Regions from separate parts of the Mus musculus genome. Here regions 2 and 3 are each linked to region 1. The links are chromatin contacts, called in public HiChIP or PLAC-seq maps. All regions are on one chromosome and are shown on one strand. The core of a region is the stretch at or near the end of the contact, and the rest is flanking DNA. Distances in the headings are between cores, read along the strand shown. Region 1 holds the start of Ccn4 (cellular communication network factor 4). Region 2 has its middle 32 kb from the start of Gm31342. Region 3 overlaps Tg (thyroglobulin).

Evidence for each region. HiChIP or PLAC-seq counts read pairs in DNA pulled down with a chosen protein or histone mark.
Region 2: an H3K27ac HiChIP or PLAC-seq map of embryonic stem cells shows a contact between it and region 1, with 3 times the contacts expected there. The contact joins the enhancer-like site here to the promoter of Ccn4 in region 1. A contact is called at or near these places in 2 of 15 datasets of contacts at CTCF or cohesin (the NIH/3T3 cell line and liver), 5 of 484 Hi-C or Micro-C datasets (bone marrow-derived macrophages, liver and muscle stem cells), 10 of 115 datasets of contacts at active chromatin or transcription factors (craniofacial prominence, differentiating embryonic stem cells, double positive thymocytes and 5 more) and 4 of 9 other capture datasets (adipose tissue, bone marrow-derived macrophages, embryonic stem cells and 1 more).
Region 3: a contact with region 1 is called in an H3K4me3 HiChIP or PLAC-seq map of the SCID.adh cell line, with 3 times the contacts expected there. The contact joins the enhancer-like site here to the promoter of Ccn4 in region 1. A contact is called at or near these places in 3 of 39 promoter capture datasets (embryonic stem cells, neural stem cells and stem cell-derived epiblast-like cells), 2 of 15 datasets of contacts at CTCF or cohesin (CD8 T cells and the NIH/3T3 cell line), 34 of 484 Hi-C or Micro-C datasets (the G1E-ER4 cell line, Th17 cells, bone marrow and 20 more), 22 of 115 datasets of contacts at active chromatin or transcription factors (the 230-238 cell line, CD8 T cells, the HPC-7 cell line and 18 more) and 4 of 9 other capture datasets (adipose tissue, embryonic stem cells, liver and 1 more).

The regions. Positions count from the first base shown.
Region 1 is chr15:66,889,965-66,892,664 of GRCm38.p6, forward strand. Ccn4 (cellular communication network factor 4) reads left to right here and starts at 1,405. Exons shown (of 5, transcript NM_018865.3): 1 at 1,405-1,670. The coding sequence starts at 1,602. It overlaps Gm46514 (a long non-coding RNA gene), which reads right to left and starts at 1,367. Exons shown (of 3, transcript XR_001781648.2): 1 at 1,296-1,367.
Region 2 is chr15:67,069,964-67,072,663 of GRCm38.p6, forward strand. No RefSeq gene overlaps it. Among named protein-coding and RNA genes, the nearest start is that of Gm31342, 32 kb to the left of the region's middle. Within about 2 kb of position 1,333, at least 24 of the 459 cell types and tissues checked have an H3K27ac peak or open chromatin away from gene starts, as enhancers often do. A contact at or near this core is called in embryonic stem cells, where this site is marked.
Region 3 is chr15:66,693,624-66,696,351 of GRCm38.p6, forward strand. It overlaps Tg (thyroglobulin), which reads left to right. Exons shown (of 48, transcript NM_009375.2): 17 at 1,119-1,328; 18 at 2,473-2,627. Among named protein-coding and RNA genes, the nearest start is that of Tg, 24 kb to the left of the region's middle. Within about 2 kb of position 1,283, at least 13 of the 459 cell types and tissues checked have an H3K27ac peak or open chromatin away from gene starts, as enhancers often do. A contact at or near this core is called in the SCID.adh cell line and regulatory T cells, where this site is marked.

The sequences.
Region 1 (2,700 bases), core at 155-2,654:
TCCCCCTCCCCCTCTCCCTCTCCCTCTTCCTCTCCCCCTCGCCCCTCTCTCTCTCAAGAAATGAGGTCCCCAAACAGCCTCAATTCATGTGGATCCCCTAGATCTCTCAGTTACTGGACCACCAACCAGGCAGCATGCACCAGCTGATATGAAGCCCCCAACAAATATAAAGCAGAGGACTGCTGGGTCTGGATTTAATCAGAGAAGATGCAACTAACCCCTCAAGAGACTGGAGGCCCCAGGGAATTTAGAGGTCTGGTGGAGTGGGGGTAGGGGGTGGAGACATCCTCATGGAGATGGGGGGGGGCAGGAAGGAGGTATGGGATGTGTGGTAGTCAGAGGGTGGACCGAGAGGGGAATAAAATGATTTCAGTGGGTACAGCCACTGCAGCTCCAAACAGACAGCATCCCCCAAACAAGCAGCAACACTGAGCTACCAGGAAACACGAGAGGGGAGTGGTTTGTGCACAGAAGGAAAACTTCATACTTGGTAGGGGACAGGCAGCAGTGAGCAGGTGCCATGGAGTCTGGACGAAGAGAAGAACATAGGACAGGCACTGGCTGGCAGTACCTAGGAGATGACCTTCATTGTCCATAATGCCAGGCTGAGAACCACTCTGGTTTTTCTGAGATGCAGGAACAGGAGAGCAAGGGAACAGGGGAATCTGAGACAGGAGACTGAACAGCACCCTTGAGAAGATGCAGAGGCTATAGATCTGGGTCCTCAAAAGATTCCTCCCCATCCCCCAAACCCCCCAACTCCCACCCCCACACACCCCCACCCTGCCATCTCTTTGTTATGCAAACTTGAGATTTCTTTGACTAGGGTCTGGAAAGAACCAAGGCCAGGAGTTCTGTCCTTCCAAGAATAAAAAATATTCAAAGACACTGAAGACAGGCTAATGGACTGAGGATCCCTGGCAGAGCAGCCTGGCTGGGAGAGGAACTGAACCAGTGGGTATGGCCTTGAGGAGCAGGGCAGACCCTGCTGACAGATCGCACCTCCAGGCGTGTCAGTGATAAATTCTTGTCATTTCTGGCTGGAATAAGAACCTTTTTTGCTTGCCTCTGACTCAGAGGTGGGGAGACAGTGAAGAAAGGCTAGCACAGGGAAGAGCTAAGTGAGATGCAAGTCCTCCCACCCCACCCCCATCCCCAGAGCCCTCTCAAAGTCCTCACAATGCCTCTACCTTCCCTACCTCCAGCCCGCACCCTTCTGTTTCCTCCCTCCTGTCCGGAGAGCCTGAGCCCTCCTAGAGCGTGGAGGATGCTGGGTGAGAATTCATTCACCTTACCCTGTGGAGTCTGGGACTTTCCCTTTAAGAGCTGTCAGAGCGGGGAGGCTGGCCAAGCTGGGCTGGAGGTGGGGACAGAGGAAAGAAAAAGAGAGAGGGGGAGAGTAGCAGAAAAAGTTTTTTTAGAGGAAAATGCAGGGCTAGTCTGTTGGCCTGACGTCAGATGTCGCTTTGACAAACGCCCCCGGGGGCTGAGGAAGGCTCTCCGCTGCTCTGATGGGCCAGCCCAGTCCTGGCCCAGCTCCCTGGAGAGGCATCCGCATCCTCTGGGCTGAGCCGTAGCTCCTGTGACGCTGACTTCCAGGCATGAGGTGGCTCCTGCCCTGGACGCTGGCAGCCGTGGCAGTCCTGAGGGTGGGCAACATCCTGGCCACGGTGAGTCCTGCTTAGAAGGGATCAGTGAGGGGACCTGATCCCTTCCTGCCTGGTTCTGAGGCCCGAGGGACTGGGGGGTCAAGACAAGGTGGGTTGGAATAATGAACAGCGGGAGGAGAGAGATTCTTGAGTCTGAAGAAGGTGGTGGAGTGGGGCAGAAGGCGCATCCCTTGAGAGAGACACCCTGTTTCCTATATTCACAGACAATATACAACAAAATAAGGGCCTGGGGATCTGCACCCTGGACTGGCCCTGTGATCTTGGGTGGGTCACTCACGAATTCAAAGCAGCATAAAATGAGGGGTTGCTAAGAACATCCAGAGCCTACCAGTTTAAAAACTCCAGGACTCGGAGCATCTGAGGTCCCCCAAAGAGAGGTGCTAAGAAACCCCAGGACAAGATGTGAAGGAGCACGCCAGCTTTTAGCAAATCTCCACCAAGCAAGCAAGGTTTGGGTTTACCACCATGAGCACCTTGTGACCCTCCATGGTCTGTTCCTGTCCTGCCATTTCCAGAAGGCATCTGGGTCCTGGAGAGAGGGACATCAGTTTGCACCTTCCAGAGACAGGGAAGGAGACACGTGGCAAAGCAGGGAAGCCTGCTGGAGCAAAGCCGGGGGTGGCTGGGCAAGAGGGCAAGCTGCTAGGGGCAGTGAGTGATGTGGGCAGCTGAACAGAAGGGAGGCAGCTTCCAGCAGCAGGGTGAGCTGCTGGGCAGCTGCTGAGTCTGAGGTTGCCACATGAGGGCCAAAGACAAAGGCTGACACTGACACTGAGTTATACCAAGAACTTCTTTGGGGTGCTAACATGCGTATTCCAGGAGACTTGGAGTTACGGTACAGCAATCTGCCTGTGAGCACAGGAACTCAGTCCATTTCCACTGAAGCTCAGAACTAGACATGTCTGGGACTGGGTAACAGGCACCTTGAGGTGTTACGTGGAGACAATGAACATGTGCAATTTGTACCCAAGTCCTCTAGCCTGTGCACGATGCTTGTTCATGATAGCATCTAACCCTACGACAAGAAAGA
Region 2 (2,700 bases), core at 83-2,582, 180 kb after region 1:
GCTGGTGTTAGCATCAGAGAATATAATGAGAGATACCCCAGTGACAGAAGCATATTTTCTTCCGGTCATATAGTCCAAGATCAAGGTGTCACAGCCATATGAGGAGCATCTGCTCTCTTGACCACAGCTTCCAACGGCTCTCCTTGGCTGGTAGACATACCCCTCGGATGGCTGCCTCCATTTTCACAGGTGCTTCATCCTCTGTCTTCTCCTGATTCTAGGAAGAGTTCGGGAAGCCCAGAGTGATGCATCTAGGAACCATTAATTAAATCGGCAAAGATGTCATTTCCGAATGACAGCTCTGGGAGGATCTGCTCAAACCATATCAAAGATCCAAAGGCCTTTCTCAGCTTCCAGAGGAGGTCTTTGAAGAGGAAGGAGCCCTGTGACTCTGGGTCTGCGGATTAACCCTGTGCATTCACCATGTCCCACCCAAATGGTTAGAGCAGCAGGGTCCCTGCAGAGTGACATGTTCAGGGCCTATCACCTTGGAGAGCTTCATGGCTGTCTGAGTTACTTTTCTATTGCCGAGATGGAGCACTATGACAAAAAGTAACTTGGGGAAAACTTGTAACTCTCAGGTCCCAATCCATCACTGACAAAAATCAGGGCAGGAACTCAAGGTAGGAACCTGGAGGCAGGAACTGAAGCAGAAGCTAGGAGGATGGCTATATACTGCCATCCTGCCTATTGGCTTGCTCCTCATGGCTTGGGACTTCTTTCTTATACAATGCAGGGCCACCTGCCCAGGAATGGTACTGCCCAAGGTGGGAAGGTTAATGAGCCTAACCTTCCCACATTAATTATTAATGAAGACAACACCATCCAGTCTTGCCTATAGGCTAATCTTAGAGAGGCATTTTTCTCATATCTCTTCCTAGATATATCTAGGTTTGTGTTTTGACACAAGATTAACTAGCATAGGACTTGAGAGGTGGCTGAGTGATTTTTGGCCACCTTGTCAAACTGACTTCCATACCAGGAATCAAGCTGAGTGCCAGCAAGACTGACTTGTCCATCCTCGATCGATACAGGAAGGAGATCCCATACTATTGCCATTTTATCCTTGGAGAAATTGGGGCTTGCCATCAGTTCTTACCTAAGCACTTGTTAGGTTGATGAGGACCAAAGAAACCCAGATTCAAGGCACTCACATCTTTTCACAGACTCCAGCAAGGCTCCTTTGTTTTGAAAACTTTCTCTTTTGTTTTCCATGAAATTCAAAGCTGGGTGGGTAAAGAAAGGAATTTGATAAACCTCTGCTGCCTGGAGTTCTTCCCAGAGGCCTGGGGGCAGACAACCAAGTTCTGCTTGACACACCCTCTCTGCCTGAAAGGCTTTTAAACAGCTATTCCTGCCCCACCAGGGCCCCTGGGTTCCTGTTTAAGGCGCTGCACAGGGGCAGCCTGGAGTGTATTGTGGTTCTGAGAACTGTCTCTCCAAGATCCATATACTCCTGACTGTTCATCTTCCTAGATTCTTCATGCAAAGCCTTGAGAGGAGAGAGGTTAAGAGCCTGCCTGGTTAAAGTGGATCCCAGGATGCAAAGTGACTTCTGCCAAAACCACAGAGCCCCTACAGCCAGCCCACAAACAGCTTTCAAAACAGCGGTGGCCATGGGATCCAAGGTGATGAGCAGAGACTGGAGAAAGGTGCCCTCCTTCTCCAGACCTGAGAACATCTCTCCTTTGCCCAAGTGTGTGCTCAGCAGCTTGAACTTCCAAACAAGAACTTCTCCCCAGGATCAAGAATTCAGCCCTGCCCAGCAAGAACTCTGCCCCAGGAGACCTCGGCTGGTGAGCCAAACAAGAGTCCACATTAACACCTTTGTTTTTATTGTTTTCTTTCCAAAATGCCAAGGCCCATTCAGCAACAGCCCAGACTTGCTCCTTGATAATGAAGGGCTTTTGACCTGGGAGACCTCCAGAAAGCAGCTCTTCTCTGGAAGCAGTAAGAACACCTGTAGGAGAAGCCAGGCTCCAAGTCTTGCCATTGCCTTTCCCTATGATGAGCCTGGTCCAAAGGTGCTTATGAGTGAGGGGGGCCATCCTCAATGACCTCAAGTCTGCTTATTAAATAGATGTCTAACAACTCTAACTCTGGTTCTTTTGTTATCCAGGAATTTCTCATCTCTAAGTAATTGCTCAAATATGTACTTGGCTGATGATCTTGGGCAAAGTGCTACACTCTTAAAAGATTTTCCTATATTTTTATTTTATGCATATAGATGTTTTGCCTTCACGTACATCTATGCACCGTACAGGAACTCGGTGCCCTCAAAGGCCAAAAGCTGTTGAATCCCTTGGGACTGGAGTTACAGACAGTGGTGAGCTTTCATGTGGGTATGGAAAATTGAACCCAGATCTCCTGGAAAAGTAGCTGAATTAAAAAAAAAAAAATGAAATAAAAGGAGATCATGACTACTCCTAAAGTACAGTGAAGATTTTTTTTTTTTTTTTTTTTTTCTGAGACAGGGTTTCTCTGTATTGTCCTGGCTGTCCTGGAACTCACTTTGTAGACCAGGCTGGCCTCAAACGCAGAAATCCGCCTGCCTCTGCCTCCCGAGTGCTGGGATTAGAGTGTGCCACCATGCCCAGCTGAAGATTTTTATTGTAGATCTAAGGGGGGGAAAAAAAAAAACCAACCAAAAACCAAAAAACAAGCAGAGAGATGAGTCCAGGCTGAACACTACCTAAACCA
Region 3 (2,728 bases), core at 33-2,532, 200 kb before region 1:
TCCCCAGGAATCTATTGTGGTAGCTCAGTAGAGTCTGGCCTGGTTTTCTCTATTGTCCCCAATCATGTGATGCATAATCTTTATTTATAATTCAGGATGTTACTTGAATATCAAGTACTGACTTATCCATCACATGAGCACATGTAAAAATAAGAAAATGTATTATTATATTTTATAATAAACTCAATAAAATCCTGCCATGGAGGCAATGCCTGTGAGCCCAGCACACCCTGGCAGGTGGATCACCAGTTTGAGTCCCATTTGGGTGAAAAAAAAAAAAAAGCAGTGCTGTACCTAAAACAAAATAAAACCCAACCAAACGAAACCAAAATATAAAAAACAAAAACGAAAACAAAACAAACAACAACAACCCCCCCCCCCAAAAAAAACCAAATCGATGTTCTAGCCAAGGACACAAAGCTAAGAGCTTAACAGTCACCTTGATGACTGAGGTGTCCTTCTACTCTGGGCTGTGGGTCTATACTAGGAATCTTTGGAGAGCCAAAGTTCTCACCAGACCCACAAGCCCATCTGTATCTCATACAGGGGCAGACTGCTTGGGAAATATCCTGAAAGGAGGTGACATCTTCATACCCCTGTAGGAATGGGAGGACTTTGGGGAACTCTTAGTGACTGAGTATAGATGGGGACTAGAAACTGCCCAAGTTATCAGAGAATCCCGAAGTGCTCTGGAAATCTAACTCTTGATTAGGTGCTAGGAAACACTGCTCATTCAAACCCAGCGGAGGGGAGCAAACTTGGAACCTTCATGTCATGAGGCCTGAAGTTGGCCAGGCTCAGTTCTGAGTGTTAAAGTGGGAGTTGTAGTGGACAACAGCTGAACTGTGAGCCCTGAGGTACAGAGGATGGTGGTCCCTGGATTTGTAATGTAGCTGGAGGTGCTGCTTACGACTCACCTTTTCTGCCTGTCTGGTGAAACTGAGAGACAGTGGACTTATCCAGTGAGGAGTCATAGAAGGAGGGAAAAGAACTAGGCCCTGACAGAGCAGGACACAATGAGAAAGGGCTTGGGGAACAATCAAGGGAAGCAGATGGGTAGGCAGAGCTGGGTTTAAGTCTGGGAGGTACCCATGCCTCTTCTCCATCGCTGCTCCTAGGCCCACAGTGTCCACTGCCATTCTCTGGGTCAGATGTGGCTGATGGAGTGATCTTCTGCGAGACAGCCTCTAGCTCAGGAGTGACGACTGTTCAGCAGTGCCAGCTGCTGTGCCGCCAGGGCCTCCGGAGTGCGTTTTCACCAGGGCCACTGATTTGTAGCCTGGAGAGTCAGCACTGGGTGACACTGCCACCACCCCGAGCCTGTCAAAGTGAGTAGCACTGGGGAGACTCATCCTTCACTCTCAGGGCTATTGTTAGAGACTTCCTGCCACTCAAGTACAGCCTTTTCACGTCAGGTGATCAGGGTTGGAGAGCTGGTCACATGGAGCACTGCTTCTAGACAGAGCAGACTAGATTTTATTGGTGGCTCCATGAGCCAAATGACATATGGGAAAGTTGACATTTTTCTAGGTTCCTTGTGGTTACTTGGACTGGGAACATATTCAGCTGGTGGCTGCCCCTGCTGCTGAGTTAGGGACCATATATAATGTGCTCTGAGCTTCCTGTGTACCTACAGTGAGCCCTAACCTCTCCCCACATTCACCTTGCTCTCCGTGGAGAATGCCTGGTAGGGGAGAGGTCCAAGACCTCTGCCAGGTGAGCATCAGTATCTCGAGTAAATGCAGGACTCTTCCTATGTGCAGTTTCTTCTGTTGTCACAGAGAACCCAGTCAACTCAAGTAAAGACAAGCCCACCTACACATGTAGTAGTGTTGCGGTAGCATGGGACATAGCATAGCCAAGTCAGACTGTGAGTAGCCCCAGATGAACTAGACAGCTGGCACCTTATACTTGACCTTCCTGGGGTCAGTGGTAGGAAAGGTATCTGACGTGGAGACCCACATTCTGGGACTGACCTACATCACAAGACTGTAGCTGACTGCCAGAGTGCCCAGGATAGAATTAGGGTTATAGAGGATTCTCATACAGAAAACGTTTATGATGTGGTTTGAACAAATATGTGGCCTGCCCCTTGATTATGACAGAGTGGTCCCAGCTGAAATTAAGACCAAGTCAACCTTCATTCAACACTGAGCAGCATTAGAGAGCATCCACTCCTATCCTGCTGAATTATGTGAGGTGATGGTATTTATACGCAAAGAAGTATGGGAGACTTTCCAGGGAGAATGTCAGAATCCCTATGAAGAGGCAACTTGATTCAGAGAGAGGAGCAGCTCTCAGCTTGCTGTGAGGAGGCTCAGTGATTCAGAGTTAAAGCAGTGAACCAGAAAGCCAAGGTTTATGTGCTTATGCTAACTTAGGAGGGACTATGCAGAAGGGAAAATAAATCCCCAGGAAGAAATCCTACAGACCTATTGCCCCAGCCCACTGACCTCTTGTGCTTGGCTGCAGGGCCTCAGCTGTGGCAGACCATGCAAACTCAAGCACACTTCCAGCTCCTGCTCCCACCAGGAAAGATGTGCAGTGTTGACTACTCCGGCTTGCTGCAGGCCTTCCAGGTCTTCATACTGGATGAGCTGATAGCCCGTGGCTTCTGCCAGATCCAGGTATGGGCCAGCCTTTCAATCACTGAGGGCTTGGTCTAAACTCAGCATCATTGTCAGGGAGCCTCAGATTGGGAAGAGGCTTTTTAGTACCCACTCTTCAG